2 separate regions of the Pan troglodytes genome follow, and region 1 is linked to region 2. A link is a contact called in public HiChIP or PLAC-seq data. All regions are on one chromosome and are shown on one strand. Each heading gives the region's core, a stretch centred on a gene start, on an enhancer-like site or on the middle of the called end of the contact. The rest is flanking DNA. Distances are from core to core; before and after follow the strand shown.

Region 1 (2,962 bases), core at 89-2,588, 130 kb before region 2:
GGTAAAATTAGTTTACTTAAGTATAAAGGCAAAAAAAAAAAAAAAAGCTCTAGCCTGCATTCAGAGATTGATACAATTTTAGAAAAAAAAAGGCATCCTAAAGCTACTCTACACGGTAGATGGTTTAAATATATTAAAACAAAGAGCTCACGCATAGAAAAAATCTGCTAACATACAACCATCACTCTCCTGTTTTGAAGACACGGGGTAAAAAAACAAACCTGTGTTGTTCAGACAGGATTTACTTTCCCCAAAGAAGCAAATTTGTAAGGAAGAAAACCTCTGTAATTAAAAAGGAATCCGGGAGGAACCAACCTTTTTAAGGGCCTTTTCACTGTCCAAATTCAAGTGCATTTTCTTGTACAATGTACTTCTGTGATTAACTCACCGCTACACGTTTAAGCAACCCACACCCACACTTAACACTCAGTCGCACTCTTCCGACCGGTCGGGGTGGCAGCGTGGACGAGTCACAAGATAGCGGCGGGAGTGGAAATTTCCTCTCCCCTGGAGTGGGGCAGGGTCTGGCTGCCCCGAACCGCTCAGCGGGCCGGGCGCCTCCGCCAGGGCCTCTCGGGCCGGAGCGCTCCGTACAAAGGAGGCCCGGGGGCTCGGCTCCTGCGCTCTCGGGGCCCGGCTTCGGGCAGGGGTCCCCGGCTTCCGGCGCCGCGCCGGGCGGGAGGCCCGGGCAGCACGTGCGCCCCGCTCCCAGCAGGGAGGGAGGAACCAGCGCGGCCCGGCCGGGCTGCCCGCGGGCCCCGCTGCTTCGGGAGCGAGCTGCGGCCAGTCCGGCCGGCCCGGGGAGCAATGAATGGGGCCGCACTGCGCCGCCGCCGCCCGGGTTAGGGTCGGGCGGTCGGGAACCCCGGCGCTGGGAGCCGCCTCCCGCCTTTCCGTTCCCACCCGACCGCGCCCGGCGCCCCCGGGACCGAGGCCGGCCCCGGACGCCCAGCTGCTGCCCGCTCACCCCAGCTCTTGGCGGTGCGCCCCAGGAATTCTCCGGTGGTCGGGTTGTAGATGAAGAGCTTCCACTCGGCCAGGCTCTGGTTGAGGGACTTCTTCTCGTTCTTCGTCATGGTGTGCGCGCGGACGGCGAGAGGAGCTGCGGCCGCGGGGATGGAGGCGGCGAGGGCTGCGGAGGCGCGTCCCGGCTCCGGCGGCGCAGCCCGGAGACGGCAGTGAAGGGTGGGACGGCCGAGAACACCTCCTCGTTACGGGCAGTACTCGAGCCGACTGCGCCGCGCCGCGCCGGGCGGCCGCTTGGGCCGCGGGAGCCTGACGTCTCCGCCCGCCGCAGCCAATCCCCGCGCCGCTCGGCCCGCGCCGCTGCCGCCTCCCGCCCGCGGCCGGGGCGCTGCCTGAGGCGGCGAGGACGCCCCACCCCGCCCCGGCCCCGCCCCGCAGTAGCCTCGGGGGCTCCCTCAGCCTGGGTCAGAGGAAGCGAGAAGAAAGTCTAAAAATCCGAAGGTTTAGTCGCACGCACGTTTATAATAATAGCAAAAGGCGGGCGTCCCCGCGCCGCAGGTTGCTTAGGAGGAGGACTGGGTTTCCTGGGCGTTCCTGGGCGCCGGGGCGCTGAGAAGATGCTACCCGCGGCGGGCGGGCGCGGAGAGCACGAAAACGACTCCAGTCGGCCCGCGGCGTCCTCTCTGAGGGAACTTAATCGTCCCCTCCCCGAACTGCCTCCCCGACCGTCCCCAGGCGTTCTCTGGGCTCTGTGACGTTCCTACAGGACGCTCTCTGGGCTCTGTGACGTTCCTACAGGACGCTCTGCGGGGGATCGCGCGGGGCTCCCACAATGTACACGGTGCACTGCTGTTCTGAGAACGTCCTCGCTTGGCTCCCTTGAAGGGTTCAACCGGGAGCCTCGGGTCAATAGGAATTCCATTCTAAATATGCCAGTGAATGGAGTATAATTTTTCTCGGGATTCAGTTGAATTTATCAATGAAATCTAAATACGTGCTTTCCCAAGGGTCCTGGCAACTGAATGCTCCCAGCTTTTGCCCAGACGCTCCTACTCTTAACCCACAGGAAAGGAACACTCTTTGGGGGGTCCACGCCTGTGTAGTGTCGCCGGCTTTTCATCTCCCCTGTAGAGATCGCGGCCCTTGGGCGGAGCTGAGGGTGCCGGTAGCGTTTTCCTCCGCGAGATGGAGCTGACGAGTACGGGGAGGGGGGGCGCCCTCAGACTCAGCGACAGGATAAAAGACTTTATAGGAATTTGCACAGAAGGTGCGGGGTGGGGGAGGTTGTTGTTGTTGTTGTTTATTTATTTATTTTTAGGAAAAAGCTCTGCCTCCGTTTTATTAGCAAATAAAAATTATGGAGAAATGTAATAGCCATCTTATTGTTTGGAATGATGAATTATAATCTGTCTGGAAGTTTAAACAGCCTGCAAATGGATAAATTTTCCTTTTTCCTCACTTTTCTTACCAAAGCAAGAAATAATGAATTATACCTCCCACAAATGGAAAAGTGGTAAAATATATTCCTATAAAGTGCTTTTTTCACGCTTAAAAAAGCTAAATTTATAATTATGACATTGAAAATAACCAAAATCCGTTTACGTTTTGAGCTAATGACACCAAAAGATTTGTAGAAGCATGTTGGAGAGTTTGGCATGAAATGAGTATTAGAAATAGCAAAGCACCATGCAAGCAGACTGGAATGCACTTCTTTAAATCATAGGCAAGATTGAAAGAACTAAAGAATGTTACCTGCCGGGCGCGGTGGCTCACGCCTATAATCCCAGCACTTTGGGAGGCCGAGGCAGGCGGATCAGGAGGTCAGGATCGAGACCATCCTGGCTAACGCGGTGAAACCCCGTCTCTACTAAAAATACAAAAAAATTAGCCGGGCGTGGTAGCGGGCGCCTGTAGTCCCGGCTGCTCGGGAGGCTGAGGCAGGAGAATGGGGTGAACCCAGGAAGCGGAGCTTGCAGTGAGCAGAGATACCGCCACT
Region 2 (3,272 bases), core at 752-3,251:
AAACTTGTCTTAAAAAAAAAAAAAAAAAAAAGAGTCTCCTGGATCAGTTAAAAATGCTTCCCAAACTAGAAATTATGATTCCTAAGTGGGGGTAGGGGCAGCTGTATTGCTGGCAAATAAACTAGATACTTTTAAAGCCTCATATGTTTTGTTTGTTTGTTGCTGAGACAGGGTCTCATTCTGTCACCCAAGCTGGAGTATAGTGGCAGTGGCAGTGGCAGGAACAAGGCTCACTGTAGCCTCGACCTCCTGGGCTCAAGGGATCCTCCCACCTCAGCCTCCAGAGTAGCTGGAGGCCACCATGCCTGGTCAGCTTTTTATTTTAATTTTTAATTGTACATACAGGGTCTTGCGATGTTGCCTAGGCTGGTCTCAAACTCCTGGGCTCAAGTGATCCATGTAAAATAAGTGGGTCATGTCTAATATCAAGGTCTTTCAAAAGAGAAAGATAAAAATATCTGAATCCAATTGTTGTAAATCCTCTTTGAAACAAGCCCTTAGGAATAAAAGACAAAAGAGCATAAACTGCGAAATCTCTTGATTCTGGTATGTTTAAAGTCTCACCCCCCTTAAGGTGAGCAATTCTCTGTATGTTCTCCAATTCTCTCATTTTTCAAGACAAGTCACAGTTTTCAAACGATAGAAATGTCCGTTTTCTTTAACTACCCTCAATAAAGAACTCCACTGAAGAGGCTCTCATAGTAATTTTAAATGCCCTATCTGAAAATACAACTTGCATTTAAATAGCACCTGCTTTTCAAAGTGGTCTGAGTTCTTAGAACCATATAAAATATAACAAGATTAAGCTGTTCTGAAAAGTTTCACTTGGTCTAATATTTTAACTCAAAATATCACAGAAAGAAGACATATTTGTAAGAGGGTTCTCCACAAAGCATGACTCAGAGCAGCACAGTATCTTCTCCAGGAAATGGCATCCAATATGGAGAGGGGGGTGTGATGGAGGTGAAGTTTTACGTTTCTGAAAAAAGGGCTTACAATTCTTCAGCTTCCATGAAACTTAGATATTCTTGAACCACACTGTCCCCTTCAAGCCACGCTAGTGCTATCTGAACCGTCTTAGATCAATCCAGATTTAAAAGCCATTCGAAGAGCGGCGGTAAGCTAATCCGGAAATGCAATGGCTATGAACACTTTCCTGCGTCCCTCGAGAAGAACTAAGGGTGTCGTTTTGTGGAAGATGACTCTGGAGCATCACTTTGGTGGTGACCAAGACTATTAAAGTTCACTGCTGAATCACGGCCTTTACCCTGACCACCTTGTGATGAGCTTTTAGAGCTGGGGCTGGGGCTGGACACACAAACCGAAGTGTTTCCTGCTAGTTCCCAACAATCACCCGGTTTTACTTTCTTGGTCACACCCATCACTACCTGAAATTACCTCGTTTAACTCCGTTTATTGCCCGTCTCTCTCCCTAGAACACCAACCACCCGGCGCCGGGCGCCTGTTGCACAACCCCGCAGCCCCAGGCGGCGGCCGCAGCCCTCAGGAGTCGCAGCAGGAGCGTGGCTCCGCGTTCCTCCGGCGCCGGGGCAGGGCGACCTCCACCCACTCTCCCAGGCAGGGCACTTTCCGAGGCTTCTGACGGACGCCCGTCCCTTCCCAACCCCAAGGTCGGCTCCCGGAGGCCGCAGCGCGGCCCTGGCCTCGCGTGCAGCGCTTACCCATCACCTGGACCCTGCAGATGGCGCACGTATCGCACTCCACGTCCCAGCTCCACATGGCCACCGCGTTCCACTTCTTGAGGGAGAACATCTTGTCGCCTCCCGACTTGGAGCCTGAGCTCCCGGAGTGAGAGGCCAGGGCGCAGGTTTCCTCTCCGTCTTCCACGTCGGCCATGGCGGCGCCGCGGAGCCGACGGCGGAGACGTTGGCTTGGGGAAGGCGGAAGGCTAGGGCGGCTCTCTGGAGCCACCCGACGGGCCACAGCGCCGCCCGCAGGCCGCCTGCAGGCCGCCAGCCACCGTGGTGCCTAGACCCCGGCCGCCCACGATTGGCTGGCGCGGCCCAGTGTCGTCACCTGACGCCAGCGCCGGGGGGGCGGGCAGGCCCCGCCCTCGCCGTCCTAGGGCAACTGAGAGGGCTCGGGCCCCTTTGGGGCGACGCCGCTGAATCTGCCTGCTGCGCTGCGGGGTGTTACGTCTGAGCAGGCGCACAGATTGTGCAGGAATATGTGTCCTGCTTTACGGCTTCATTAAAGCTACTGCTCTCAGAAATTATCTTGTTAATTTATTCGTTTGTCTCTTCCCTCCCAAACGTAAAACTCTATCAGAGCAGGAAACATGTTGTTACGACCACATTATCCTCGGTATCTGCAAAATGCCTGGCCACAGGAGGCGCAATTATTTGTTGAGTGAATTAATGATCTTAAAGATCTAGAAATCTGGTTCAGTGATTCTCAAAACTTTTTGGTCTCAGGACTCCTTTTCACTTAAAAATTATTAGGACCTTAAAGAACTTTTATTTATGTAGGAAATGTATAAATACATATATGTATATATATATATACACACACATTATGTATGAATATATATACACATATACAATGAATATATGTATATTCATATATATAATGAATATATATTCATACATTTCCTGTATATGTATACACACATATATAGAGATTAATGTTTGCTTTTGAAGAAATTAAAACATTTTAAAATGTATTCATTAAAAATCACAGTAATAACCTCATTACAGGTTATCATTAGAGGGATGACTTCACATACCATGTAGTTGCTAGAAACTCCGGTGTACACTCGTAGAATGAGAGTGAAAAGAGAGAAATAGCTCTAAATATTGTTAGGCAACTAGTTTGCCCTCTTTTGACCCCTAAAAGAGGTCAGGATCCCAGGAGTCCCGGTGTTTGGCGACACAACCCACACTTATTTTTCAGGCCCCGCTCCCTCAGCTGCACAGTTTCCATTCCTTCTGCTCAGTACATTTGAGCTAGTTTAACTTCCTCTTTTTATATGTAGGACTAATGAAGTCTGAAGAAGTGAAATGACAAAGATCACATCGTTATTGTAGTAGTGCTTCTACGGCTAGCCCACCATCACATGTGTTTCCAAGAAAGCCGGTATCTCCATTGAAAAGAAAACAGAAGCACAGCCAGCCTAAGGAGATGCCTGACCCCACCATCACCTAGTGGTGGACACCTACTCTGTCAAGTTTGGATTCTGAGCCTCTCCCCATCCCCTCATCTCCTGATACCTGGGCAAAAGCTAACCAGACTAATGGAGCCTGGCAGGGGAA

Evidence for each region. HiChIP or PLAC-seq counts read pairs in DNA pulled down with a chosen protein or histone mark.
Region 1: a contact with region 2 is called in an H3K4me3 HiChIP or PLAC-seq map of stem cell-derived excitatory neurons, with 4 times the contacts expected there. The contact joins the promoter of ATP1B3 here to the promoter of RNF7 in region 2. A contact is called at or near these places in 2 of 7 Hi-C or Micro-C datasets (a lymphoblastoid cell line and stem cell-derived neural progenitor cells), 1 of 1 datasets of contacts at active chromatin or transcription factors (stem cell-derived excitatory neurons) and 1 of 1 other capture datasets (stem cell-derived neural stem cells).

What each region holds. Positions count from the first base shown.
Region 1 is chr2:145,079,316-145,082,277 of NHGRI_mPanTro3-v2.0_pri, reverse strand. It overlaps ATP1B3 (ATPase Na+/K+ transporting subunit beta 3), which reads right to left and starts at 1,338. Exons shown (of 7, transcript XM_001154579.8): 1 at 968-1,338. The coding sequence starts at 1,076.
Region 2 is chr2:144,949,325-144,952,596 of NHGRI_mPanTro3-v2.0_pri, reverse strand. RNF7 (ring finger protein 7) reads right to left here and starts at 2,001. Exons shown (of 3, transcript NM_001252557.4): 1 at 1,683-2,001. The coding sequence starts at 1,857.